5 separate regions of the Mus musculus genome follow, and regions 2, 3, 4 and 5 are each linked to region 1. A link is a contact called in public HiChIP or PLAC-seq and Micro-C data. All regions are on one chromosome and are shown on one strand. The core of a region is the stretch at or near the end of the contact, and the rest is flanking DNA. Distances in the headings are between cores, read along the strand shown. Region 1 holds the start of Igf2bp2 (insulin-like growth factor 2 mRNA binding protein 2). Region 2 holds the start of 2510009E07Rik (RIKEN cDNA 2510009E07 gene). Region 3 holds the start of 1300002E11Rik (RIKEN cDNA 1300002E11 gene). Region 4 has its middle 21 kb from the start of 1300002E11Rik. Region 5 has its middle 12 kb from the start of Gm26744.

Region 1 (5,596 bases), core at 1,313-3,812:
GGCAGGGTTGATGTCCTTGTGAAGAATCTCTGTGAGGCCATTTTGTGAGCTCTAACAAGATGAAGCCTGACCTGCAATGGAGACTCCATGTTGGAGATGATAAAAACAGGGGACTCCAGGAGGGAAAGCTGCATGTGTTAAGAGAAGCCAGCCCCAAACAGAGGCTATGCTTGCTGCAGGTCGGCAGAGCTGGTGGAGCAGGGCCACCCAAGCCCTCTGGAGCCCAGCGGGTTCCTCAGAAGCCCCAGATGGCGGAGCTGTAGGATCTTGTTTGCCCTGCTGCCCTTTGCTTCTGTTTTAGTCAGGATTTTTCCTCCCTCTGGAATGGGAGTCTTTATAATGGCATTGTTACCAGAAATGGGCAACTTGCTTATTAACATTATAGTGGTTCTCAATGAAGTGATAACCCTCAGTCTTTAGAGAGACTTGGGACTTTTCAAACAGTGTTAGGAATATTTAAGATTATAGGGGCTTTTAGAATTGGACTAAATGTATTTTTATTACGAGAAGAAAGCAAAACTTTAGGGAGCTGGGGTGGAATGTTATGATGCTTAATCTTGTCAATTCGATGAGATTTCGAATCACCACAGAGGACACAGGACTAGGTTTAGTGTGGAGGACCTATTATAGATAGAGGTGGCACAGGTTCTCGGGTAGGAGTTCTAGACTACATAAAAAGAAGAAAGGGACCTGAACACCAGCGCTGGGCTTTGCATCCTAGCTGTGAATGCCATGTGACCAAGAAAGACTCCTCAAACTGTGAGCCAAAGTAAACCCTTCTTTGCTCCAACTTCTTTTGGCCGATACTTTGTTGCAGTACCAAAAACAAAAACAAAAACAAGTCAGAAAAACCACAAGAGGTGTGGAGAAAAGTGTCCTTTGTGATCACTAAGGCCGTGCTATCTTCTTGAAATACCATTTACAATGTCAACAAGATAGAACACACTAAAGACAGCAAAAAGCAGCTACCTCCCAGAAAGATGTCTGCAAGTAATCTCAGAGGCAGTGTAAAAGAGGGCTCCCCTCACCCCCGGAAACCTATGCTAAGAAAGAATCGGTCTACTGCATGTGCTGCTCTTCAGGGTAGCCATGGTTTGGCCACAAACACTTGACATGTTTGAAAATGTAATGCAACAACCAAAAAGGCTCCCTAACCTTTCAGCCAGGGAGAACACCAACCCGTGGTAATTCCTTGTCTTCTGTAGCCTGTAACTATGACTTACTGTGAATGGGCAAACATAGCCTTACAAAGATGACGGCCTAATTAGCAGCCTCCGTGTAAATAATCTGAAGGCGGCTTCCAGTCTGCCGTGAGTTGTGCAGCACTCACAAGTTGTTTTCACTGGCGAGCTTCTTCCACATTTTACTCAGGAAGCATCTATCCCTGGTTTATCTGTCAGTCTGGGCAACACTATCAAAGCCCTATTCCCAGTTCTAGAAGCAGTAAAGTCCAGAGAGGAAAATGTGTGGATAGTTGATGAAAGCTAGAATTGAGATGTCAGTAAATATCTAGATGAGAAAGAATCATCCATCACTTCCTTATCAAGACAAGTAATTAAGGACCGCTCCCCCTGTCCTGTCCACCCAGCTTTTAAGTTTCCCTGGGTAAAGAAATGGAAGCAGAGTGCAGTGTGTCACACATTACTCAGCTAGCCTTTTATGTCACCCTCACAAGGGGTGGTTGTTTTATTTTCTCTAGGGATAAAAGTTAGGCTCAGGGATGTTGGCACACTTTGGGGCATACTGCTGGATCTGAGTATAGAGGAGACAGACCCTATGGCCCATGGTGACTTCTCCACCCAGACATACCTCCCAACACGTAAGCCTTCTAAAAAACCAAGGAACACTTCCCGGATCACACAGAAGTCCAAAGCCATCTCACCTCAAAATCCCTCCGTTCTTTTCTGGAGCCCTTTATTTCTACGATTCCCACGGAGCCATGTGACTTAGATTGCCGCTTGGCAATCTGTCTGGCTCCTTCCCGGGAGAGGGACTAGGACCCTGCCTCTTCCGTCCTCCGCGTGGAAGGACAACTTTCTTCTCCAGTTCCTTCCCTCTCCAGTTCCTTCCAGAGTTCAGGGAACGCCTACCAAGCCTGGGACTGAAACCCGCCCCTCAGCCTGTGCATCGTCACCTCGGCCATCACCTGGCCTCGGGTCTGGCTCTCCTTTCTTGGTTGGGGAAACCGAGGCTCGGCGCCACGGTAACTTTACTAGAATACACGGTCTGGGGGAGGGGACCCGTGTGTTCCTCCGTCCTTTGACCACATGCGCCCCCTTCTTCCAAGAGCTTGGCTCGCAGCGAGTCTCTAGATCGGTGCGTGGCTCGGGACGCGCGAGGAAAGTTGTCAGCCCTAGCGTGCAGAGCTCTCCTCAAGGTGCACCTCACTCTGGCCCCGCGCCCACGTCGCGTCCACCTTGCACACACCCCGCCCACGTCCGCGCCCCTCACCTCCCGCGCGCCGCCTGGCTCCGCCGCTCCCGGCCCCGTTGGGGCCGCCGCCGCTTCCGCCCGCCGGGCGCGCAGCCTGGGAGCGCCGAGCCCTCGGAGCGCGCGGCGCGGGACGGGCAGGGCGCGCACTCTCGGCGGTGCACACGCCGCTCCAACTCTCAGGCGCGCGGGGTGCGTCCGCCCGCCGCCGCCGCCCCGGCACCGGGAGGCAGAGCAAGCGCTTTGTCCGCACGCCCGCTCGGGACTCTGCCCGGAGGAGGCAGCCGCGCCGAGTCCCCGCCTCCGCCTCTGCCCCCGGGCGGGCCGGGCCGGCCGCGGTGGGGGGAGCCAGGCTGAGGGCGAGGGTGGGGGCGGGGGCGGGCGCAGGAGGAGAGAGGAGGGCAGCGGAGGCGGCGGGAGCGCCGGGTGCCGGGCCGGGGGAGCCGCGGGCTCTCGGGAAGACGCGGATGATGAACAAGCTGTACATTGGGAACCTGAGCCCCGCCGTCACCGCCGACGACCTCCGGCAGCTCTTCGGGGACAGGAAGCTGCCCCTGGCGGGACAGGTCCTACTCAAGTCCGGCTACGCCTTCGTGGACTACCCCGACCAGAACTGGGCCATCCGCGCCATCGAGACCCTCTCGGGTGAGCACTCGGCGCAGCCCACGCCGCGCCTCGCCGGCTCGGGACGGCGGCAGCGGGGAGGCCGAGCCCCATGGGCCGCGCCCGCCGCGACTCCCGAGCCCTCACGCTCACTTTCACGCACCAGCCCCGCGACTCTCGCGGCGGGCTGGCTCCGGGATGGCCGGCTGCCCTGCCCCCACCGCGGGGGCTAACACAGACCCTTGGGCCTCAGAGTCGAGGCGACCCTGTGCCCCTCCGAGGGTCCCCAGGCTCGCTGGCTCCCTAGGAGCGCCCCTGGAGTGCCCAGCTGCTCTCCAGAGCTTCCCCCGCCCCCACCTTTGCAGAGTCCCCCGTTTTTCTTTTTCTAGACCCTTCTAGTACCCCCTTTGCCAGGGACCCCCCCAAATCCAGCATCTCTCCTCCTAGCCAGACCTTCCTTCTTCCCATGCCTCGTGCCAAAGACCTCTCGCCCTCTGTCGTCTCCCAAGCCGCACTCTCCTTTTGAGACCCCCTCTTGTCTTCTGGCCCCCCACTTTCGGCATCTCCTCGACTTCACCTACTGAACCCTTCGAGGTCTTGGGGTTTTTCCCCACCTGGCCCTTGTCGGACCGCACATCTCCCTCGGTCCTTTCCCGAAGCTCAGTTCCCTCTCTCTGGTCTCGGAAGCGCTCCTATTTTTCCCTGAATTTTTTGTCCGATTTTATTGAGAAGAACTCGGGGCTGGGGGCTTTCCGCCTCCCGTCTCCCCGCCTCCTGCTCGGCCAGGAGCACCTTTTTACGAGGTACCCTGTCTCAACTCGGTGGGGGCCCGGGCTGAGAACCGGGAAAGAGGCGACCGGGGGGCCCGCGAGCGCGCTGGAGCCCGGACGGGAGTCGGAGCGCGACACTCGCCCGCGCGCGCGCTCCCAGCTCGCATCCCGCACACGCACGCGGCGGGCCACGCTCCCGGGGGCCTGGGACCCCCGGCCCCGCAAGGGAACCCCCTTCTTTGGGAAACCTGTGCGGCGGGGCAAGCTGGCGAGACCTTTGGGTCACCCCAAAGCAGGCGTCCGCAGAGCCAGGGACTCCTGTGCGTGTCCCCGGGACCGCTGTCAGGGAGGGCAGGGGGCGAGCGCCTGGGAGCCTCCGGGTCCCGGGATGGCGGGATGGGGTGCTGGGGGCCGGAGAGACCGAGGCGCGCCAGCCTTGCAGCTTGAGTTTCAAATGAGCTCATCTTTTCAAATTGGCGCCGCTCTTTATTAAATGTGTTTTTCCGGTAATGCCACCCACAGCTATACCTGGGGTCGGAACCGGGCTTGCGCCCGTCCCTCCTCGCTCGTTACCCGGGGCGTCCACTTTTCATCACAGTTGGCGCTAAGTTCGCCCAGCTGCGGCCGGGTGGAGACCCCTTGAAGGCTCCAGAAGGAGGAGCCCGAGCGCGGAGTAGTGTGCGAGCCCCTCCTTGACCCCCGCGGGTTTGACTCTGGGAGGTTCTGAGTGCTTTAAATTTCTGTTTTAAAGGTAAAGTGGAATTGCATGGGAAAATCATGGAAGTTGACTACTCAGTCTCTAAAAAGCTAAGGTAAATATATTTTGCCTAGTTCTTTTTTTCTTTACCCCTTCTGTGGTTGGGCTTCCATACGCATAACTAAAGAAATACGCTCAGCTTAAAAAAAAGTGCCTATATCGTTTTTAAAGGGGTTTTTGTTGGTTTTGTTATTGGACATTCATAGCTTTAAAAGTTATTATTGTTATTATTATTTACTTTTGTTCTATAAGGTGTTTTCTGTGCTTGCAAACTGGTGCCTAATTAGGGGTCGAGATGGAGAACACTAGGTGGATTCAGTTGGCTGTGACCGATTAAGTTTATCATAAATTGCCTTTCACTCCCCACGGCCATCTCTAACCCCAACACAATAGCAAACTTCCTGTGAGATGTTAAGAGTAAATATTTACTGTTGTCAGCTGAATTGCTTAACTAAACCATGCGATTAATTTTTTTTGCATAGTTTAGTGATGAATTATAAAATAATTCAGTAAATACGGAGGGTTTTTTGGACAGTATTAGAAGTAGCATGTTTGTATTGGATTGAGGGAGAAGCCAGACTTTAGTAACTGAAGCGCTGGGCTTGGATCCTGAGCACTTTGTTGTCACTGTTGCTTTAGAGAAACGTTGGGGGATAAACAATGTCTCGGGGAAGTCGATAGTTAGCTATTGTTAATGAAGGAGTAACGCGCTCTGTGGGGGTTGGGTTTCCCCAGTGATTCTCTACGGAAGAATGAAGGAGAACATCTTTGTCTAAAGCTCCTTGTGTACTTTAAATTGGGAGTCTTTCTTCTTTCTATCCCCACCCACCACGTGTCCTAACTTAGTTTTCTATCCCATTAACCAACGTTTCTTTGCCGTTCTTCATTAAGCATCTGAATTGGGGAGGCAAAGTCTGATTTTTTTTCCACCTCCTTAGTCTGAAGTAGATGCTCAAGTTCTATCAGGATTAAGAACATTTTAAAACAAATTAATTTTATAAATACTTGGATGTGTTGGAGGGTCTTAAAAAACATT
Region 2 (5,596 bases), core at 910-3,409, 470 kb after region 1:
CCACTCTGAAGAATGATCTTTGATTATTGAGTGTCTGGCATCTTAGGTCTTTGGATCATGTACAGCTTGGCTATGAACAGTCCCATTACACTAAAAAACCCTGCATCAGTATGCTTCCTAATTAGTGTGATCATCTATACTAAAAGCAAATTGGGTTACTTGTATATATGATATGGCTGGCACTAAGAGGGAGTTTATAGGTTGAAGGAGAAAGATGGATTAGAACAGATGTTTATGGAGAGTGAGTCAGCTGTTAAGACCTGGGTTCAATTCCCAGCATGGATGTGACAGCTCACAACTGTCTGTAACTATAAGATCTGACACTCTTACAAACATACATGTAGGCAAAACACCAATGCACATAAAATAAAAATAAATTAATTTTAAAAATTGGTTGGTTGGGCTAGAGCAATGAATGGCTCAGTGGTTAAGAGCACTGGCTGCTCTTCCAGAGGACCCCGGTTCAATTCCCAGCGCTTGAATGGCGGCTAACAACCAGCTGTATGTAACTCTAGTCCCACGGAATCTGATGCACTCCTCGGCCCTGGAGGGCGCTGCTTACAGGTGGTGCACAAAAATACATGCAAGTGAAACACCCATACACACAAGATAATAAAATGTAGAAAAATGGTTTGATAAATCTCAATTCTGTGGTGTAGGTTCCTTTGGTTTTCCTTTGCTGAAGTCATTCTGAGGTGGACATACAGCAGGGCTGCAGGGACGCTGAGCCAGCCGTGAGCTGCTTTGGGACTTAAGTGGGTGGGCACCTGGGAGATAGGTGAAGCATGGCACCTTGTGTTTACCTCAGTTCAATGTTAGGTTAACGGGGAGCCAGAATTTGTCACTTAGATGGGACAGTTGTTGAAATCAGCCGTTGCCATCTGAGTTTACCTCAATCCCTGACACATGAAGATTTCACAGAGTCAGACATATGCAAATTAGATTTCCCTTCCTAAGCCAAGGTTAAATAAAAGGGAAAATTATGAAAGGGTGCTTATGGCAGCAAAGAGTTTTGAGGACTTGAGGATGAATTTCGTTTAAAACCAGGATAGAGCTCATTGCCAAACAGGAAGGGGATAAAGGGAAGGGAAAGGAGATCTGGGGAAAGCACGGTCCAGCCCAGCATTTGTGCTGAGAGGCTCTGTTGCGGACCCTCTGCGATTACAGGCATTTTCCTGGGCCCGGTGTAGCATTTGGCAAGGAAGCAGAGGGAAGGCGTTCCTCCTTTCGGTGTTTTAGACTGGGCACTGGCCCGCGTGGTAGGGGAAGCACTGCTCCCGTAAACGAAAGATTCATTTTTCTCTTCTCTGGTTCAGTCTGGGATGGAAGACCCATTTGAAACAAGTTGTGGCCAGCAGGGCGGTCTAACAAGCAGACTGGGGGAGGTGGGAGAGGGACCTGCAGCCTAGGCAGCCACACCCATTGGCTAGGCTGGGCCACATGTCAGTCTGTGTACCCATGTCCGACCGTGTCAACTCCACACATGTAATCCATGCATAAATTTACTACGCCATTCCAGCCCACCATACCGCCACACACGCAGTTCAACTGATGCAGTTAATCACGCTAGGGCGTCCACACTCACAACACACACACACACACACACACACACACACACACACACACACACACTCACACACGACTATACGACTGGCGTGTAATGTCTATGGCCACACAGACACTGCAAGCCACTCAGTGCATCCCCACACCCTACACGTATCAAGACAGAAACCTAACAGATTCTCCCACCCTGACTGCCCAAAGCCCCGCACCCAGGACTAGTTCCGGGAGGCTGGCACAGGGAAGAACCCGCGAGGTCATCGCCCGCTGCCATCCGGCGGCTCCAGGACAGCCCGGGCGAGTGTGTGCCCAGCAGGACGCCACGGCGCGACGGGGAGGGAGTGCTAAGGACCAGGCTAGACCCTGTGCCTAAAGGCTGCGGGAGAAGGCCGGACTGTAGCCGGAGGTACGCCCTCCCAACCCGAGGGCGTAGGGGATGTGTGCTGACTGTCCTATGGGCATGTGGGACCCGCTGGCCGGGGGCAGAGGCGACGCGCGCAACGCCACCGCGAGGGGATGGGCTCGCAGAGGGGCGCGGCGGTCTAAGTGTGCGCGTGCGCGTGCAGGCGTGGCGGCCCGAGTGGGGAGGAGGGAGCAGGGAGGACGACAGAGAGAGACGGGAGGAGGGAGCAAAGAGGAGGGAGGAGAGGAGAGGAGAAAGAAGGGAGGAGGGAGCAGGGCGCAGAAGGGAGCAGGGCGCGGGGAGGCAGCAGGCCTGGCCGGGTCGCTGCTCCCTCCCCGGGCGGCTCCTCGGCAGCGGGTGTTCGCCGCGCCTCCAGCCCGCAACCCACCCTCGCCCTGCCCGGCCCGCGCCTCTGCCCTGTCCTAGGCTCCCGGCCCGGCTCTTCAACCGGAGAGATGAGTGCGGCCACGGCGCCCGAGCGCGGCTGGAAGAGCGAGAAAGTGGACGAGGCGCAGGCCCTGGCGCGGAGCTGCGCCGCCCGCAGACCCGACTTCCAGCCGTGCGACGGGCTGTCCATCTGTGCCACGCACAGCCACGGCAAGTGCTTCAAGCTGCACTGGTGCTGTCACCTGGGATGGTGTCACTGTAAGTGGAGCCGCGTCGGCCTGCTGTCGCCCGCCTGCGGCCGGGTGCTACCCGGACGACGGGAGGAAATCCCGGGGGAACCTAGCTGTAGTCACAAAAGGGAACCTTCCTACCCACAGGAGCCTGGGGCTGGCTTTCTTTGCCGTTCTTTTAGATACTTGCTCAGAGCCGCCAGAGCGGACGCGCGCCAGCAGGGTAGCCCTTTCAGCGGTGGGGGGTGGGCACGGACATACCCCTTTCACTTTCTTGCCTGTTCTTTCTGGCTGCTGTTGAACAGAAAGAACCCTAGGTCCTAGCGATTCCCATTTATTTAATGTATCCAGATCGAGAAAGAACCAAAGTATGAAGAATGGCTTCTAAGAAGTTAAAAGGAACAGTTTGAAGAGCAAACTCCTTCGACACCCAGTTACAGCGTTTGAGCCAAGCCAGGACTAGTCTAGTCCTAGGCCAGTTGTATTTATCCTGAGAGTTTTAAATAGATTAAACTTAAGTAGCCATTTAATCAGCATTCCACAATTTGATTACTTCATGGCATTTAGCTTAATCCGACTGCTGAATCATTTCTTTTTAGAAACATTCTGAAGTCGGTTTCCATATAATCTTAGATTTGGAGGGCTTTGCCGTGCTTAAGACACATTTTCCAAGTGATCTTCAATCAAACTTTTCCCCCCTGTTATTTAGGAGGATATGGTTTACAAGGAGAGCTACAATATGTAACAAATCTTTATTTGCTTTTAATTGAGAATATTTGAATGTCTTAGTTGAGTTTATAAATTAAAGGATAGAAAATCCTTGCTTTTCCTTATAAATTCAAGGTACCTGGAGAGCGAATATTGATTTTGTTGTTCCTCTGCTGATGAGGACAAACAGGATGTTCTTGCTTCTCGCTGAAAGTGTGGCTTCAGAGTAGGAAATATGAGAGCTAAAGTGTACCTGTTGGATGAATTTAATGGCAGTCTACCTCCTGCAGAAGTCCTGTTCTTACTGTGGGATGCGGATGCGGAGGAGTTAAGATGGCCCCAGTCATTGCCTTTCTTACTTCCCTCTCCAGGTAGAGTTGACTTCTGGGAAGCTTGCGTCTAGTCAGACAGATTGTTCCTCATTAATGAACCTTGATTCTCACAATGTCTTCCTTACAAGGAGATGAAAACGAACTTACCACATTCCTTCATCTGTTCTTACCTTATGAAGTCGAGTGTGTTTTCGGGTGGGTACATGGGTGTGTGCACTCGCATATGAGCCATGACTCACGTGCGGAGGTCAGAGGACAACTTTGTGTAATTTGGGGAACCTATCTTAGGTCATCAGGCTCATGGGGCAAATGCCTTCAACTCACGAAAACGTATTGTTATGTCTCTTCCTACTGTATCTTATACAACAGTCTAATGTTTCAGCCAAATTATGGCTGCCTCAACTCTTTGGATATGCATATTTAAATATACTAAGAATTTCTTGCATATGGGCCATTCTTTCTCTGAATCCCTGGCTATTCTTGAGGGAAGTAGGTTTTCCAAAACAGGTTTGAACTTGGCATGCATTGAGTGGCTGAGGAGAGATGTCCACCATTTTTCCACTGAGACTGTTGTTTTGTCCTGCTTCTGAGCTGCCATTGCCTTCTGTCCTTCCGCTTACAGGATAGCACCCGTGTACCTAACTATCTGGGTGGTTTTGTTCTGAACACATGTGCTGGGGGTAGGTGAGAAGCCCCTGAGTTCTGGGCTGGTCAGTGTGGAGCAAGACACCGCCTCTCATCTTTGAGGTGCTGCTCTGCCCTAGCCCTTCCTATACTTCATCACACCAGGCTAGCTGCTGCCCCCTCAAGCTGAGCTTGCTGTCTGCTAAAGCCACTAAGTAGGCTTTAAAAACTGTGGCAATTGATCCACGCCTTGCCCTTCTCAAAGCTGCATGTGTGGCTTTGGAGACAAGCACTGATCCCTTAGGGACGTCTTCCTGTTACCTTTTATTTGAGCGAGAACAGGTCCGTTTTTCTAAGTCTTATGATTTTAGTCTTGGCTCTTTTATTGGGTGTGCATTGGTTCTGTCTGTTTTCATGTGTATGTTATTCCTCCTGCATTCATGTCATTGTGCCTGTAGTAAACATCCCTCTCTTCACTCTAGTTATTGATAAAGTGTAATGTGACAGGAGAAGGCACCAGAGTCCTGAAGTCTGCCGATGGCCCTGCCCTAGAAGCTGATGGAAGTCATTAAGGAGCACTTGTAAAGGCTGGTTGCCTCATGCACGGTTTTCCATCTTGTGTTGTCATGTCCCTCTGGGTAAATGGCCAACTATAATGCTGCAGTCCCACTAACACAGGGATTGCTGCTGCCTCTTGATCTGTGCTCCGATTATGCGCAATCCTCTTTAAAAAAAAAAGGAATTAGATTGAGCTCAGATAACTCAGATTGGTTTCACAATGTTTTCTCTTTTCTTCTCTAAGAGACCAGAGACTGATTTTAAATAATCTAAATTTAGGAAAGGACTGCCAAATCAGCTAGTTCTTTCTGATCTCTCTCTCTCTCTCTCTGGTATCTGAGGGTATATACATGTATGTAATATCTGTACATAGTATCTGTGTTTACATATGTGTACATGTGTGCATATATGTGTGTGCAGTGTCCATATGTATGTGTAATATATATGTGCATAGTGTGTGCTTGTATGTGAGTGAGGGTATGTGTGTGTAGTGTCTTTTGTGTGTGTGTACATCTGTGTGGATGTGCGATTGTGTATGTGTGGTGCCTCTGTGTATACATATATGTACATAATATTTATGTCTGTACATATCTGTGTGTTGGTGTGTGAGTGAGGGTACGTGTGAGTCCCTATGTCTGTCTCCACTTTCTACCTTGTTTGGGTCAGAGTCTCTGTCATCTGCAGACTGGCTGGTCGGTAGGAATACTAAGGCTGCAGCCACAGGCATCCACACTTGGCTTTGTGGTCTGCAGATCTGAACTTAGGACTTCTCGCTTGCATGGCAAGAACTTTGC
Region 3 (5,596 bases), core at 1,365-3,864, 370 kb after region 1:
CTGCAGAGTGTTCCATGCAACATTAGCTGCAGTGTTCCATGCAACATTAGCCACAGAGTGTTCCATGCAACATTAGCTGCAGTGTTCCATGCAACATTAGCCACAGAGTGTTCCATGAAACATTAGCTGCAGAGTGTTCCATGCAACATTAGCCACAGAGTGTTCCATGCATGAAGGCACTTTAATCAAACCTCCATCACAGTTTACTTCTAGTTGTTATTTTTTATTTCAAACATATTGTGACGTCATTATGTGTATATATTTGTATGCAAGCACAATCATGTGTACAAGATAAATTATTTCAAATAACACCTGTTAACAGAATTAAGCAAATTTAAACAAGAAACCAGCATATCTACAAAGGAGACAAGAAAATACCTTCAAATTAAATGCTTAGTGATGAAAAGTTGCCAAACATTAACACAGAGTTAGAAGCAGAGCAACAAATCAGGAAAACGGAAATAGGAAAAAAGAAAGGAGGAGGAGCAAATCAGCCTTACACAATCCAAAGATAAAAAGACCGAGAGAATACAAAAATGGGGAAAGGAGAAATTACATAAATAAGGCTAACTCAGGCAAGATAAGAAAAAGAAAAGGTATGGTTTCTCTCGCATAAAATAGAGTTACTCAACAGATCTGAGACATGCACTATTTGGCCACCACCTGATTTAGATGAGTATTTGAGCCTTTATTTTAACATAGTAACCACGGGCTGTTACTACAGACTGAGAAGCCTGGGGGAGAGGAGCTCCCAAAAAGGAAAAGTATCCTTTCTGCAGTACACCTGGTTTCTCTCTTTCAATCCTGACTTCCTCAACAGGAAAACAGTTACACTAGCATACAAACAAAGACGCCTTGCCTTGGAAGTTCCTGATTTTAAAAAGATAGATTTAGGCCTAATTTTTTTCTCCCATCTTAAAATATCTTTGACTCAACAGGGCTACTCTAATACAGCACCTAATATAAAACACAGTCGACAACTTACCTCTCCCAGTGTGTTCAGATCTGAATGCCACAACACAAACTGACTCATGTTTTGTCCGTTACTACATCCGGGGTTTCTTTACATGACATCCATGGCAGAGTCTGTAGGTAGCAGGGTTCTGCAAAACTAAAAACCTCAAAACTGTCAATGCACATACCTAGGTTACCACATGCATCAGTCCACTGTGCATAGCAGCTACACCATATGGGCACTTAGACATGCGGTCTAGGGGACATGACTCTGAACATGGTTAAAGTGGCCAAGACTATAGGAAAACAATAATACCTAGAAGATTTCAAAAGTTCAATGACATTTATCATATTTAAATATATTCTAATTCAGTGGCACAGTAACAGCATATAAAATGGGGGTGAGTAGAATCTCAGGGCTGTCCAGGAATTGTGAAAAGATTTAAACGTGAACAAACATAAATTTTTACTGCAAAAAAAGCGGTTTACTTTTGGAGTGTTCAACTGACTTGAAGAAAAGCTCCGATTTAAAATCAAAAGATGCTTACTAGTTTCTTAGGGAAAACACAACCATGCAACATAAATTCATTGTCTACTAACCCCACTCTATCCAATCTAATGACACATTTTGGGAACCTCTCAAGATCTGCCTTTTATTTGATAGCCCGTGCACACAGCCACATTCCTGGGGCTACGCGTAGGTGGTGACTCTTGCTGAGATCTGATTACACAGCACATTATAGCATCTGCACTGTATTTCATTTGATAGCCCAAACTTGGTGGTTACAATACTTGTTTTTTGTGGGGTGCATATGTACACTCTTCATAATATTTAATGGCGCCTTTAACAAAGGAAACACTTTAATCTTCAAGGGTTGGGGGGGGAATTGGGAGCTGCTACAATCGTTCCTTGGGTCTATACACAGCAGGTGGAGCCCGACTACATATTTATAAATTACTGTTTTTATATTCGTTGTAACTCTTATCCATCTTTTAAATAGTTTACCAACATAATAAATCTTTAAGAAAAAGAAAACTTACACTGCTAAAAAGAAAGCATTTATAACACCAGCTACCAGTACGGTGCGACAACCGCGGCTAATTATTCGATAACCTCCCTGGTATCGCACAGTTCTTCCCAGAAAAGTAAAGGCAGCCTCAAGAAGCCAGACAAGCGCCTTATCCTCTCCACCAAGAGATTAGGACCCATTTGTACATTTCACTAACTTTAAAACAAAACGGGTCAGGATTTTCTTCTGCACCCGCGTCATAGGGCAGGGAGGGGGCAAGCAAAGTAACCGGGAGTCGCGTTTGCAGAGGCGGGATGCTGACACCCGGGATGCACTCAGCAGCTGCGCCAGTCGGGCTTCGCACTCTGTCCAAACCCTTTCCAGCAGGTGTCCACCTCTCTCTCCCAAGACCTATAGGAGACCGGGTCGCTGACCCCTACTCCATCCCGGGCTCAGGAGTAGGCAGCGAGCCCAGCTGAGCGCACCGCAGCTGCCCCAAAAGCCATGTCGCCAACTCCCTCTAGCGCCGCTAGGTTCCTAGAAGACTTACTTCTTCAAAGCGCTCGGCCCGAAGCCGAGTCCGCACGCCCGCAAGCCTTCCTCCCACCGCGTTCCTCCTACAGCGCTGGACACCCACCCCAGCGCAACCCCAATGCGCAGGCGCCACCTCTGCCTCCACAGCTTCCGCGTATGACGTCACTTCCGACACACGGCTCAGCAGTGGGCTCCCGTGGTTTTAGCTTGCGGGTCCTGGGCTGAGTGACCCAATTCCTTTATTCTACAGACTCGTCCATGCTGAAATTTACCGCTCCAATCCGAATTAGCGGGGCGTTTGGACAAATCACGAGATTGTCGAGTCCCACGTCTCTGCCGGGTGTCGGCCTCTGAGATTGTGATTGCTGGCTGCAGTGCTGCCCCTTTCACTTCTGAGGGTATTGGTGTTGTGTTACAAGGGCAACCTGTCCCAACCGTGTAAAACACCAGTACCCACAACCTGAAGCTGTTGTGTTACTTGAGGTAATGCATAGAACGTTCCAGCATACTGCAATGAACATTAACAGGTTTTTTGTTTTGTTTTTTTTTCTAATGATGTGATATACTCTCTTGTTTCCGCACTGGAACACATACGTGTATAGCAGACTGGAACTACTTTTGTTCAGTGGTTAGCTGATGATACTGGGTACCTTCTCCTCGATAGACAGACCGACAGACAGACAGGTTGATATCTCAACTTGATTGAAAACATTTGCTGAGTTACCTTGCTAAGGGGGGGGGGGGGGAGGAGAGGCACCAGGACTATAATGACAGACCTCAGGCTGTCCCTGAAAGTAGACATACTCATCAATAAGAAAGTCTCTGTGTGTGTGTGTGTCCACAAACCTCATACTGACCCAGAAAAGCAGGGAGCTGTCTTTGTTTTTAACTGGTTAATAGGAACAAAACTACAGACCTCTGCAGTTCCAGAAGGTTAGCAGGCTATGAATGTACTACCACTGACTAGGCATGGTTTCATTTCCTCTGTGGTGGTTGTACTGGCTAGTTTTGTGTCAACTTGACAAAGCTGGAGTTATCACAGAGAAAGGAGCTTCAGTTGAGGAAATACCTCCATGAGATCCAACTGTAAGGCACTTTCTCAATTAGTGATCAAGGGGGAAAGGCCCCTTGTGGGTGGGGCCATCTCTGGGCTGGTAGTCTTGGGTTCTAAAAGAGAGCAGGCTGAGCAAGCCAGGGGAAGCAAGCCAGTAAAGAACATGGCTTCTGCATCAGCTCCTGCTTCCTGACCTGCTTGAGTTCCAGTCCTGACTTCCTTGGTGATGAACAGCAGTATGGAAGTGTAAGCTGAATAAACCCTTTCCTCCCCAACTTGCTTCTTGGTCATGATGTTTGTGCAGGAATAGAAACCCTGACTAAGACAATGGTTCAAAGAAACATCTCAACTTGTTGTTTAGAAAGATGACAAAGCAAGCTAGTAGTAGTGTTGAAATGTGGGTGATGGGTCAGTTTTGCAAATAACCCAGAATAACACCTCAGCCCAATGACTTTTGTTGTTTTCTGATCAGGTCTCCTGATATAGCTCCAACTGTTCTCCTCCCTGAACCCTCCTAGTGTTAACGGATCTTACAGGCATACTCAACCATGCCTGGTTTAGACCCAATGATATTTGTCATTTTTTGACTATAGGGATTTGCCACAAGGCACAAAGTTAGCCAGTGTGATAGAATTTGAACCTGTTTAATTCCATTTATTTTTCATTTATTCATATAAGATGCACAGAGACACTAGAGAAAGATGGATACAGTGAACACTTGCTTAAGGAAGTTTCCGACCTTGTGAGGGAAGCAGCCCTTGATGGAAAGGTAGTTCAATGTTAGCATAATCACAGGGACATCAGGTTCCATCATTCAACCAATGACACTTCTCTTTGCTCTCCAGAAACCATAGCTTGAGTTTTAGAAATACAAGCTGATAATATTTTCATCAAAATCTAAATAATTAAAAACTAGACTTTCAAAAATGTCAAGCCATCAAGATTTACACAGATCTCATAGTCAGCTACAAGAGACCCAGAGATTATGAACCATGGCTTTTGTGTTTTGTGCTCTCAGGTTCTTTATTTATCTCTTAAACTTTTTCTTCTTAGCTACTCATTTATCTAGTTACCTTAGCTTCTAGGAACAACAGGGCTGATTGACAATAATCTTTATGAGCAGGTAACCTAGAGGGACAGATCACCCTCCATGTCTACAATGAGCACAATTATCTATGGTGACAAGGTTGTACCCCAGGGCAGGAACACTCATGGGAACTAGATTGTCCCACTTGAGTGATAACAGTGACAGCTTTCTACAACCTTATTGCAGAACCAGAACTGACATAACCAAGCACTGGCACAACTAAGATCAACCGTTCTGTCTGCTATTCACAAACAAGTTTCTTTCTTCATATCTCTTTTGCATAAAGTTGCAGTGTTCCTGTTAGGCCCCTGGGGACAGACTTGCAGTCACCGAACCTGCTTATCAGTTCTTCCCAGCATGCCACACGGATTAACATGCTTTCTGTGATCTTTCAGTCTGCTCATTGCTTTGGATGGCATATTAGAATAGGTGGCCAGTTCTAATGTTGGGACTCTAAGCCAGGTTTTGTTTTTTTTTTTTTTTTTTGTTTTGCTTTTTTTTTCCTAAAAGCCCTGGGAACAGTGTCTCTTATCATTGTTTACTTTAATGAGGACATTTCATCTTATGGTTCCTAATGTCCCTTTCTATCTGATTGTCATGCTTGAGCAAAGAAGAAAGCAACAACTTATTTTCGTTTTTAAAAATAAAATAAAAAGTTAAAACAAAACTCAGAGAATTCTCTTTTCATATGCACAGAACCAAGCAAGACTCACCACCTGCCAGGCACTGGTGGCACATGCCTTTAATCCCAGCACTGGGGAGGCAGAGGCAGGCGGATTTCTGAGTTCTCCGAGGCCAGCCTGGTCTACGGAGTGAGTTCCAGGACAGCCAGGGCTATACAGAGAAACCCTGTCTCAAAAAAACAAAACAACAACAACAACAAAAAAGACTCACCGCCTGTCTTCTATGATAGTTGATTTTCTTTGTCAACTTGATTAAGTCACAGAACCTACTTAT
Region 4 (5,596 bases), core at 1,468-3,967, 350 kb after region 1:
ACAGACTCATAGGGAGTGGCACCATTAGGTGTTGTGGCTTTGTTTAAGGAAGTGTGTCAGTGCAGTGGGCTTTGATATTTCAAATGCTCAAGCCAGGCCCAGTGTCAGTCTCTTCCTGCTTCCTTAGAATCCAGATGTAGAAATCTCAGCTACTGTCTCAGCGCCATGTCTATCTGCATACCATGGTGACATAGACTAAACCTCTGGACTATATAAGCCAGCCCCCCAATTAAATGCTTTCCTTTGTAAGAGTTGCTGTGTCAAGGTGTCCCCTCACAGCAACAGAAACCCTAAGATATGTATATATGTGCAAACCTGGTGCCTATGCAGCCAAAAACCAGGCATCAGATCCCCAGGAACTAGAGTTGCGAATGATTGTGAGTTCCATGTGGGTCCCGGGAACCAAACCTAGACCGTATGCAAGAGCAGCAAGTACTCTTAAACTATTCCACACCTCTCCAACCCTTTGTTTTGAGGCAGGGTCTCACATGGTCTAGCCTGGGCTTGAACTCCCTCTGTAGGTGGTAATGCCCTTCAGCTCCTAATCCTCTTGCCTCTGCCTCCTGAGAGCCAGGATGAATGACAGCTGTACTTCAGCCCCGAGTGCAGGAGGAGCCAGGAATATGGGTTCCAGGGTCTTATGCTTAGGCAGGTACTCTACCAGCTGAGTCATACCTCCTGTCTTACCATGCGTTTTTTGAAGTACTGGCATATTAAACAGAAATTACTGAATGCTGTTGTTTAGGGGCTAAGCTCCGCTATTGGGATCCAACATGCAAGGCTAAAAATTGAAATGGTGTCATCCATTTCAACCCAGCAAAGTTTGAAACGGAGCCATTTCTCTGACCTGAAGAATCAGGATTTGTGAGCCAAACTTCCCCAAGTAGGTCAGCTATAACCGTAGGATTACAGCTTCCTCTATCGGTCCCTGCGGCTCCCGGGAAGAGGGATCCTGATATAAACAGGAATGTTTCTGATCTTCCATCTCCTGTCCCTTCTTTCAAGGAAATGACCCACCTTCTTCCTTCAAGATTTATTTTATGAATGAGTATTCTATCTGCATGTACCCCTGCATGCCAGAAGAGGGCATCCGATCACGTTATAGATGGTTGTGAGCCACCATGTGAGTACTGGGAATTGAACTCTGGACCTCGGGAAAAGCAGATAATCCCCTTAACTGCTGAGCTATTTCTCTATCCCCTGCTACTTTCTTTTCTTTCCCTTGAGACAGGGTTTCTCTGTGCAGCCCTGGCTGTCTTGGAACTCTGCAGGCCAGGCTGGCCTTGAACTCAGAAATTTGCCTGCCTCTGCCTCCTAAGTGCTGGGATTAAATGTGTGCTCCACCACTGCCCGGCTAACTTGTCAATTCTTTCTTCCAGTCCTTTTCTGTCTCTAAAACTTGTGCTCAGATCCTCAGAATATGTGTTCTATGTCATGGAATGAAGTGTCCAGACTCTTAACTGTGACTGTGCTTTGTCAGGCATGACATCGCACTAACTGCTGGCTGTCTTGACGACCAGCTGTCTTTCTTGCTCAGGTTCTCAGTGGTCCTACTGCCTCCAGTTTACTGACGAACAATGGATGGGGTACTAACTCCACAAGCACAGGCAACTCTGATCTTTCAAATAAAGGTAAGATTAACAAAGGAATAATTGGGACAGAGAAGAAAAAAAATAGGTAATCAAATCATCTTCTCTCCAAGGTTTTTTATCTCTATGTCTACTCACCTATTCTCAGCTTCTTGGTTAAAAATAAAATAAAATTTGAAATTCAAAATGTGTAATTGTTTCCTAAAATCCTTGCAGTCTTCAGCGGTAGACATATTTTATGTCAGTGAGCTGGCCAATGGCTGGTAACCTTAGGAAACCCAATGGGAGCCCAGCACCACCAAGACTGAGGGGCAGCATCAGATGCTGGGTGGACACGGGGACCTAAGAGTTAAATAAAGCAACATGGCAGTTAATCAGCTGGGTAATGAAGCGCTCACAAAAGCCCAAAGGAGCATCTGGCAGCTCAGCCACGGCCATTCCTGGAGAGCAGAGCCCTCACCCATCTCACGTGCCCTGCTCTGTCCCTCTCCATCGTTTCCTGCTAATTCCCTTTACGGTCAGCCATCCATAGGTAAGTTCCTGGTTCTGTGTGAACCCTAGCAAACCTAATGGATCCGAGGAGGGATCTGTGGCAATGACAAGCTGCAGCTGCTCGGCTGAGCAATCTGGAGCTGGCAGCTGTATCTGAAATATATGATGCTGGTCTCTATGAGCTGAGACCGCAGACACTTTCACACGGATGTAAAAAGCATTTTATTTCCCCTGATACGTGTCCTTTTCCAGGGCCAGCCCAGCTATGCTCACCTGAGTCATACCCAATTTATAGTGTAACACACATCTGAAGGGCTCACTTTCTTGTAGGACTGCATATTTGGATGCCATAGAGCTCCACAGGCAGCCAGGCACCTGACATGTAGCTGAGTGTACACTTCCCAGCACGGCTGGAAATGTAAAATACATAGTTTCTTCCTTGTGGGGAGAAGGGAAAAGAAGAAAGTATGTCTAACTTCCCGTCTTTTCAGAAGCTTTAAGTGACTGTTTCTATCAAGCCTGACTTGGAAGTGCTGAGATAATGTGGGATTTTTGGATGCCTGGATAGTGCTGAGTATGCAGTACCAAGAATAGACACCAGAGGGAGGAAGAAGCCCTTACAAGTTCCTGGAAAAGTGTTCCAATTATGGAATTACATAAACCCACAGTCCAGAGACCACGCACCCATAAAAGACTTGAGAGGTTCAACTATCTCGGCTGATGGGTGAATATCCACTCTGTATGAATCTAGTCCGTAAATGACTGGGAGAAGAGGCTGCAGGTCTATTCTCTTGGTACGTCTAACAGGAAACAAATACGAGGAACTGTCACAGGAAGCACAGAAATGAAACCTACCCAGACATGGCAGCTCCCTTGTGTAAACTCAACAAGTGGGCAAGCTCAGGCAGGACTGCCATAAGCACGAAGCCAGCCTGGTCTACAGAGTAAGACTTTGTGCAAACCAAAACTAACAACGAAACAAACAATCCGGGTATACACCAAAGCTGAAGAATTCAGAGAAAGAACAGAAAGAAATTGTATTAAAGAAACTGAAGGCACTGTAAGACACAACACAAATAGCCAGTGAAATCACAGAAGTAATACAGGAACAAGAGAATACCAACAGGGTGTCAGAAATCACATAAAAGAACCAAAGGAAAAAAATACACAACTGGAGAACTCAGTAACTGAGCTGAAAAACTCAATGGGTTTTCAACATTACATTTGATCAAATAACTCAGTAAACTCGAAGACAGACGATTTAAGATCATGAAGTAGAAGGGACAGAAGGAAACGTGACAGTCGAGGGCCTGAGACACTGTTAAGATGGCCAACACACACAGAGTTACAGTGTAAGAGAGGGACAGTGTAAGGTGGCAGACATCGCTCACGTCCCCAGTCCTGCTGACTGAGTGAAGGGAAGCAGGCCTCTACATCCTCATTACCTCTCTATTTACCGCGTATGAAGAGGTATGTATGTGCTATGATACACATGTGACAATATTACAGAACAACTCTCCTCCACCTAGGTTCTGGGGACTGATTGCGTTATAAGGCTTTGCAGCCAGAACCTTTACCCACTGAGCTATCTCGCCGCCCCTGCATATCTAAATTTAATGAGGTCAAAGTGTTCTGACTAATGAGCCCAAAGAAGTCCACAGAAAGAAATATAACTGAACTGTCAAAAGTCAAAGAAAAACTTGTGTCAAGAGAAAATCAATCTGTCACATACACAAGAGCTCCTAAACATGGTCAGTGGATTTCCCTGCAGAAGCTTTATAGACCAGAGGCACCGGAAAGATGAACCCAAAAGCGCTATAGCAAGCAGAACCTTCCTAGATAAAGCCTACACACGGTGGGGGAAGGGAGGCTAAGGGGTTATACAGTAGGCTAACCTAGACTTCACTAAGAAAGTGACTTGAGTCAAGGCCTGAAAGAGTAAAGGAAGTGGCATGTGGAATGAGGGAGGGACATCCCAAGAACAGGAAACAACACCAAAGGGGTCTCTCCAAACACAAAGCAGGGACAGCAGCAGAAGCAAGTGAATCAGGACAGAGAAGAAGTCGCATTGAAGAGGTAAAGGGGACACCCCACCCCCATTCCAGGGAGTGACATCATGGCTTTCGTTCAGCAGGACATGCAGTTGCCTAGGGAGATGCGTGGAGGCTGATGCACTCAGAGTTGACTCCATGGGACAATCTAAGGCATTAGGTTGCAAGGGTAACTCCAGGCTGGAGAACTGGAAAGCCCGGAATTGTATGCTAGTGAGCTGGGGAAACAAGAGAATTTTGACAGGAGCAAAGATCAGGAGTTTGAGTGGGTTAAAAGTTTGAGATGCACGTTAGACAGAGAGTGTGCAGAATTGATCTCATCACTGACCTTCCTAGATATGTCCTTCAGCTGGTGTTGTTTGTCTGACCTTTCTCCTCTGACTGTTCACACTAGTGTCTGCTGTGCAGTCGCACACACAAGCCTAGGGAGAGGTGCAGGCTGAAGACAAGTCAGAATTATAGAGCCATCAAATTGAAGAGAAAGGATTATAAATTTTTGAGAGATGGAGACAGAAGACAAAGAGAGAAGAACACACAAGGATTGAGTTCTAGGGTACCCCAACATACTGAGGTCAAGGAGTTAAGAAGGGGGCAACAGACACTAGAATGGATAAGTGGAGGAGAACCAAAGCTAAGAGATCCTGAAGGCCACGAAGGAGGGGCAATGGCTGACAGGTCAGGTCTGTACACATTACTTAGTGGCCACACACCCAATTCAGTACATTCTCAGCAAACCTGAAATAGTTCTTAATGTTTTAGGATCTATGTTCATTAAGAATAGATATTGAGCAAAAACATATTATTTGGTTTTAAAGTATATCAAATACACCTGTCAGCTGTCATATATAGACACACGTATCTTTTATCTAGAACATTTTTTTTTTCAGTTTTTTGAGACAGGGTTTCTCTGTGTAGCCCTGGCTGTCCTGGAACTCATGCTGTAGACCAGGCTCTGCCTCTGCCTCCCAAGTGCTGGGATTAAAGGCGTGCGCCACCACTGCCTGTTATCTAGGACATTTTAACATGTATTTACTTTGTATGTGTGAACACGCCACAGAACGCACGTGGAGGTCACAGGACAATGTGCAGAAGTTGATGCACTCGCTGTGTGGGTCCCAGGTATCAGACTCCGGATAAATTTGGCAGCAGGGACCTTTACCTGTTCACCCATTTCAAAGGCTCTTAATCTAGAACATTTCTTAAAATAGTAGTCTAAAGATTATTAATAGATTGTATGAGCAAAAAGAAAGTTTTAGCTACACTTGTTTGGGGAAACGATATAATTTTCACAAAAGAGAGAGAGAGAGAGAGAGAGAGAGAGAGAGAGAAGCATTTTGCAAAGTTCCTATCAATACAGAGCTGTTGTTCTAGGCTAGCATCCTATCACTACAGAGCCATTCTAGGCTAGCATCCTATCACTACAGAGCTGTTCTAGGCTAGTGACCTATCACTACAGAGCCATTC
Region 5 (5,596 bases), core at 2,035-4,534, 310 kb after region 1:
CCAGTTCTCAAGAGAAATAAGCCAATTCCTCCTAAGGGCAGTACCCTCCCACAAGGCCCCACCTCTCAAGGGCGCCACTACCCAAACACCACCATACTGGAGATGGAGCTTCCAACACATGAACCTATAACCGGCACACTCAAAATAGCAGTGTCAAAGATTCTGGTTGCCATATCCATTAATGGAGAAAAGAGTAAGAAATTGTTTTTAGTGGGGGTGTGTATAGTTAGAGGACATATTGTAGGAGTCCTAGGATTTGAACTTGGGTATTCAGGCTCAACATGGAAGTGCCCTCACCTTATTCATTCCATACCAGCTCAATATTGTGAGTTTTAGAAAAATCTTTGAAATCAGAAACTTTGTAATAAGGTGTGAGGCAGTGTATAATGATAAGCCAATTCTCCTTTTTAAAATCCTATAGTTCACATTCACTTTTAGTTCACTGCTATTTCTTTGGGTGCTCTGCTTATAAATTTTATTTATTTATTTTAGACAGAGGCTCCCCATAGCTTAGGCTGGTTTTGAACTCACTATGAGGCCCAGGCTGTTCTCAAACTCCTGGCAGCCCTCTGTCTGAGCCTCCTAAATGCTGAGATTATGGTCATGATGTGCCATGCCCAGATAAACTATATCCTTAACAAACAAAATTCTATCCTTATTATTAGGCTTAAAAGGGGGAAATTGTAGAACACTGCGTGGGTAAACTTTGGATGTATTATGTTAAATGAAGGAAGCCAGGTACAAAAGGATAAATCACACATGCCTATCTGTGAGGTACTTAAGGGAAGAATTTCTTTTGCCTTGATGCTGCAGAACCTAGTTTCTACTGACAGGAACTTTGGACCGGTTAGGGTGTGCAGAACTGTGCTGCTGGCACAGGTAACAGAAAGGGAAAAAAACCCCTCCAAATCTAAAGTGCCATAGAAGACACTCATTCTGTAAAGCTAAGGATGAAGGCTGAGAGATGGCATGGCCATATGTAAGCTATGTTTTCAGAGGACAAGGATGAAGGCTGAGAGATGGTGAGGCCATACGTAAGCTATGCTGTCCTTGCAGGGGACCTGAGGTTGGAGTTTGGTTCCCACCACCCACAGCTGGTGACCCACAGTTACTTGCAGCTTCAGCTGCAGGGGATCTGATACCCTCTTCTGCTCTGGGGACATGGGATCCCAGACCTGGCAGGGGTCTGTGGGGGGGGGGGCTGTTTTCATAATGCCCAAGCATTCTTCCCCCCACCTCTTTTCTCATTCTAAGTAGTGACTGTCCCAGAAGCCACTACAGGCCAGCTTCTGTTACAACAGATTAAGGCAGTGGCTAACCATCATGTATTAAGTCAGACCCTGAGGAGACAGGAAAACCTCTTCACCATGCTTACCACCTTTTGAAAGAAGGCTTGAAGGGTGGGAAAACAGTTGTTGTTGTTTTTAAAAAAGATAATCTTTGTGTTAGTAAGAAGTGTATTACTTATTGTTATTAACTAATTAACATTTTAAGGTTCTTTTTTTTTTCAATTTAAAATCCTAATCTAATAAATACAGATACACAACTCAGACAAATGAACTATTTTGGGGCCCTCACTTTTCTAGTCTAAAGACCAACTGTCAGAGAGTCAGTATTATATTATACTCTATTACACTACAGTGTATGTGACTGTCTCCCAGCAAGCTGTGAATCTTTGGGACATAATCCTTTTTGCCTCTTCCTTTCCTGTTTCTATCTATCCTCCTTTTCTTTCTATTCCTTTTTCTTAAAATGCGCCCTGTAACAGCTGGCAGTCTCCTACACAGCACACAATACAATAGACAAAGGAAAAGGAGCAGCTGCTGTCCACTCGGGCTCAGTGTGCGCTCTGCACTGTGCGTGGTCTCCATCTGACCGAACCCTCGCTTGCCTCCACGATCATGCCTACTATATCCATATGCATCAGAGAAATTTAGAGTTGTTCAACAATTTACACGAGACACATAGCAAATAGCAAAAGCATCAGGACCCACCTCTCATCTGTCTGACTCCAGAGACCAGATTGTCAACCATGTTGACAAGTGGGGAGATTTAGAAGAAGTCAAAGCTCTTGGGCAAAACCACTCCCTCACAAAGCACAGCCCAGGATAGCTACCTAACGCCTCGAGCGCTAGATGCCTCTGGGATTGTCACATCATCGCTTGGAGCAACTTTTACTTGGTTGAATGAGAGGATGTGCTCTTCTGTTACTGAGCACAAGGTCCTCCTGCAGAGCTCGCGGCCTCTGCAGCCCAGGACGTGAGAAGAGGCGCCTCACAATACATCTACAGCAATGAGGAGGTAACACACGTTCAAAGAACAACAACACTGAAAAGCAAATAACCTCTCAGATTCTGGGTGTACTTCTTCCGATTTTCCCTACGTGAAAAATTAAATCTAATAGCAGTGCTATACTTGAAAACCCCTCCTGTGTCTCGTGACTCCAACAACACTTTTCATACAGCCGCAGGCATGCCCTGTCATTTCTAAATGCAGCATGGGTTGTACAGTTGGCAACCCATTCTTCTCCTCTGACGTGGCTACACTATACGAGGCCTCTTTGAAGACTGGATTAGTGAACTCTGAACCTTTGCTCCTGGACAGACAAAGGGTGAGGCTTCTATGAGCCTCTGGTCACATGTTCAGGTTTCCTATTCATGGCTCCAAACCTTGTTTTACCTATATTTCTGCTTATACACCATAAAATTAAAATTAAACATGTACATTTATATTGTTAATCAATTAACATTAAATCCATGGTTCAATGACTCATAGTGCTTACTTATCATTTTATAGTTTCCTGAAAATAGATATTTTATGAGGCACTATAGTTTTGGTCTGCGCAGTGGGAAAATTAGTAAAGCCATTGTGTCTGACATGGACACCAGAGTGTTTCAATTTCTTTTAGGCCCGCCTAAGCTCCAAGGAAATGTTTTGTATCTGATCGGTGATTGTTTTCTGAGACTTATGGAACTGTATTTCAGAAGGGGCTCTATGGCCTTCATGTAACTTCAGTTACAGGACATCCTGGCAAACCTGGAATTCTTGCACAATTGAGCACTACACAATACTGCACACATGTTGCACCATGATGACAGAAGTGTGGGGGCCATGTGTTTTTTAACATAGCACAAACATCAGATCAGTGGCTCTGGTATGAGAAACTTGATTTATTCTAAAAATAACATTTGCGTAACGATCAATAAATACCCTTCTGCAAAGCTGCTCAGGGTTCATTCCATCTGAGACTGTTCCCCCGCTGACGTAAAAGCCTCCTGACAACCTCAAGTGTCTCTCTTTCTTTGGTCGTCCCTTGCAACTCTGTTTACCAACAGGTCTGGGGTGCTACCCTATAAAGCCCTGATGTTGAGATGTTGGCTATCTGAGAGGTTTAGGTCATTAGCATTGTACACTGGGAGGAGGTGAGCAGCTTGCTCCCCCCACACACCCCAGCCTTGGTGGCCTGCCACCACATGGGCCTGAGAGCTGACAAACTCAGGCTGGAATGTGATTAACCAAGTATGGTATTGTAAGGTGAGGCCTTTAGGGATGATTGACACATCTCGTGTGACACTGGGTCATTCTCACAGAAGGGTATGTGTTCTGATTCATAAGTAATTGTACCAGGAAGGCATGTGCCCACAGCAGGGAGCCTAAATAAGAATGCAGAGCTTCCCTCTGTCCCGCATTGGCTCAGAGTGTGTCACACACTCAGACGTTTGCTATGATGTGCTTATCTGTGAACACAATCATAAGAGTACCAGGAGAATTGATTTGGCCTAAGAATAAACTGTACTTGACAAGTAAATTTATAAACAGAGTATTTGTGAAGGGGGAGTCACTGTATTTTCCAATTATTGGGCAATTAAGCTGTTTTGTTTTTCTTTCTTTTTTAGAATGGTGTCGTGATCAATGTTTATAAAAGTCCTTCTGGGAGCTGCATTCCCCTTGGGAGCAAGTGGGAGACAAGCTTTAATGACGCCTACTTAACTGTGCTAGTTCTTGGAGCAGCCCATAATAGTTCTTCCAGATCCATATGTATTTTTCGGATTTCTGTAACTGTAACACATGTTTGAGATAATGAATTTATAAAGAGACAAGGTTCATTCTGGCTCAAAGGTTCAGTCCATGATCAATTAGCCATTGCTTTGGGGCCTGTGGTGAGTGAGACCACCACAGCTGGAGTGTGTGGTAAAACAAGCACCTCAGCTCGCCTCATGAGAAAGGACCAGACTGCCTCTATAATCCCAAGGAAATGCTTTCAAATGTCCTAAACCTGTCACCTAGCCCCACATTTTACAAGCGCCACCTCCTCCAATAGCACCAAGCCTTTTTAACACATGGGTCTTTGAGAGGAGTGGCATCCCAAATCCAGACTTCAGTGTTTTGCTACTGATTGGCAGCATCAGCATCAGCATCACTTGGGGGCCACTTAGGCAGCTGCCAAACCAAGTATCCAGAATCTGGCTTTAAACAAAATCCCCATCAATTCCTATGCACATTAAAAATCTGAGCTTTGCTGTAAACCAAGGATTCTGACTTCAGCATGCACCAGTCTCCACTAGCCAACTTGTTAAACACAGATTCCGGGACCTGCTGCCAGCATTTCTGATGGCAGAAGTGGAGTAGGCCTGGAATTTGCATTTCTGACAAGCTCCTCAGTGACGCTGAGGATATTAGACTCTGGGAGACACTTGTGAAGCACTGCTTTGGCTGGTTCATGGTAAGACTCCGGCAGAACCAATGCCGTAAAGGGGCTAACGCACACTTGTGGGAGAAAGAGCAGGGCAAGTGGCTTATAACTGTCAAAGAAATCGTCTCACTGTGGAGCTAGGCCAAGCTGACTGGATTGAGTAGATCTGTCTCCAGCAGGCACAGGTAAATATGGAGGGGTCAACTGAGAAACAGAAGAGAACAAAGTGTGTTTATTTCTTCTTACCTGGGCATATGCTGGGAGAGAAACTATCACATAGTAACTGAAAAGCTTACTACTATTTGTTTCATCAATGGTATTTTACAATTATATACAGGAAGATAATCTGAGGGATTTTCTAGGAAAAGTACTTTCTTTTCTTTAGCCTTTTCAATGTTTTCCTGGTCTCTGACAAATCCCTGGCTAATGCTACTCGAGGAAAAAAACCAGAAACTTCTTAGAAGCTCACACAGAATCCAGCCCAGAACACGGTTTACTCAAATGCGTGACCCCTCGGCATAGTAGAATTTCTGGGGATAGGCTATTTTAGGGTAACTCACCATTATAAATCCATATTACTTAACATTATAAATCCATATTACTCATGAGCCTGAGAAGGCTTTGATGCAAAGTAGCCTCCCGCAAAGATGCTGCTTTGGAGTGGTCTCAGGTCTCTCCTGTGACCTGCTTAGCTCTGCAGTGACACCGAGGTTCTCCTGTCATCTCCCTCACTTCCTTTCCTGTTTTTATTTTGTGTGGATGGTGTGCGTGCGTGCGTGCGTGCGTGCGTGTATACATGTTGGCATGCAGATGGATACACATATGCGTGGAAGTGGAAACCAGAAGATGACCATAGGTACCCTCCTCAGTCAGCTCATCCCACCTTAGATATTAAATCAGGTA

The links. Hi-C and Micro-C count contacts between places; a contact is called where the count stands out from the background. HiChIP or PLAC-seq counts read pairs in DNA pulled down with a chosen protein or histone mark.
Region 2: a Micro-C map of embryonic stem cells shows a contact between it and region 1, with 5 times the contacts expected there. The contact joins the promoter of 2510009E07Rik here to the promoter of Igf2bp2 in region 1. A contact is called at or near these places in 2 of 39 promoter capture datasets (embryonic stem cells and hematopoietic stem and progenitor cells), 3 of 484 Hi-C or Micro-C datasets (all in embryonic stem cells) and 1 of 115 datasets of contacts at active chromatin or transcription factors (embryonic stem cells).
Region 3: a contact with region 1 is called in a Micro-C map of embryonic stem cells, with 4 times the contacts expected there. The contact joins the promoter of 1300002E11Rik here to the promoter of Igf2bp2 in region 1. A contact is called at or near these places in 2 of 39 promoter capture datasets (embryonic stem cells and frontonasal cranial neural crest), 2 of 484 Hi-C or Micro-C datasets (both in embryonic stem cells), 5 of 115 datasets of contacts at active chromatin or transcription factors (bone marrow-derived macrophages, embryonic stem cells and extraembryonic endoderm stem cells) and 1 of 9 other capture datasets (macrophages).
Region 4: an H3K4me3 HiChIP or PLAC-seq map of bone marrow-derived macrophages shows a contact between it and region 1, with 4 times the contacts expected there. The contact joins the enhancer-like site here to the promoter of Igf2bp2 in region 1. A contact is called at or near these places in 4 of 39 promoter capture datasets (the C10 cell line, frontonasal cranial neural crest, hematopoietic stem and progenitor cells and 1 more), 2 of 484 Hi-C or Micro-C datasets (bone marrow-derived macrophages and embryonic stem cells), 2 of 115 datasets of contacts at active chromatin or transcription factors (bone marrow-derived macrophages and embryonic stem cells) and 2 of 9 other capture datasets (adipose tissue and liver).
Region 5: a contact with region 1 is called in an HNF4G HiChIP or PLAC-seq map of pancreatic cancer cells. The contact joins the enhancer-like site here to the promoter of Igf2bp2 in region 1. A contact is called at or near these places in 10 of 39 promoter capture datasets (the 3T3-L1 cell line, 3T3-L1-derived adipocytes, the C10 cell line and 6 more), 1 of 484 Hi-C or Micro-C datasets (bone marrow-derived macrophages), 2 of 115 datasets of contacts at active chromatin or transcription factors (astrocytes and pancreatic cancer cells) and 2 of 9 other capture datasets (liver and macrophages).

The regions. Positions count from the first base shown.
Region 1 is chr16:22,160,265-22,165,860 of GRCm38.p6, reverse strand. Igf2bp2 (insulin-like growth factor 2 mRNA binding protein 2) reads left to right here and starts at 2,562. Exons shown (of 16, transcript NM_183029.2): 1 at 2,562-3,075; 2 at 4,555-4,615. The coding sequence starts at 2,898.
Region 2 is chr16:21,691,228-21,696,823 of GRCm38.p6, reverse strand. It overlaps 2510009E07Rik (RIKEN cDNA 2510009E07 gene), which reads left to right and starts at 2,159. Exons shown (of 2, transcript NM_001001881.2): 1 at 2,159-2,608. The coding sequence starts at 2,419.
Region 3 is chr16:21,791,365-21,796,960 of GRCm38.p6, reverse strand. It overlaps 1300002E11Rik (RIKEN cDNA 1300002E11 gene), which reads right to left and starts at 2,614. Exons shown (of 3, transcript NR_037958.1): 1 at 2,515-2,614; 2 at 986-1,111.
Region 4 is chr16:21,812,257-21,817,852 of GRCm38.p6, reverse strand. No RefSeq gene overlaps it. Among named protein-coding and RNA genes, the nearest start is that of 1300002E11Rik, 21 kb to the right of the region's middle. Within about 2 kb of position 2,717, at least 65 of the 459 cell types and tissues checked have an H3K27ac peak or open chromatin away from gene starts, as enhancers often do. A contact at or near this core is called in adipose tissue, bone marrow-derived macrophages and liver, where this site is marked.
Region 5 is chr16:21,855,324-21,860,919 of GRCm38.p6, reverse strand. It overlaps a transcript of Map3k13 not described here. Among named protein-coding and RNA genes, the nearest start is that of Gm26744, 12 kb to the right of the region's middle. Within about 2 kb of position 3,284, at least 33 of the 459 cell types and tissues checked have an H3K27ac peak or open chromatin away from gene starts, as enhancers often do. A contact at or near this core is called in pancreatic cancer cells, where this site is marked.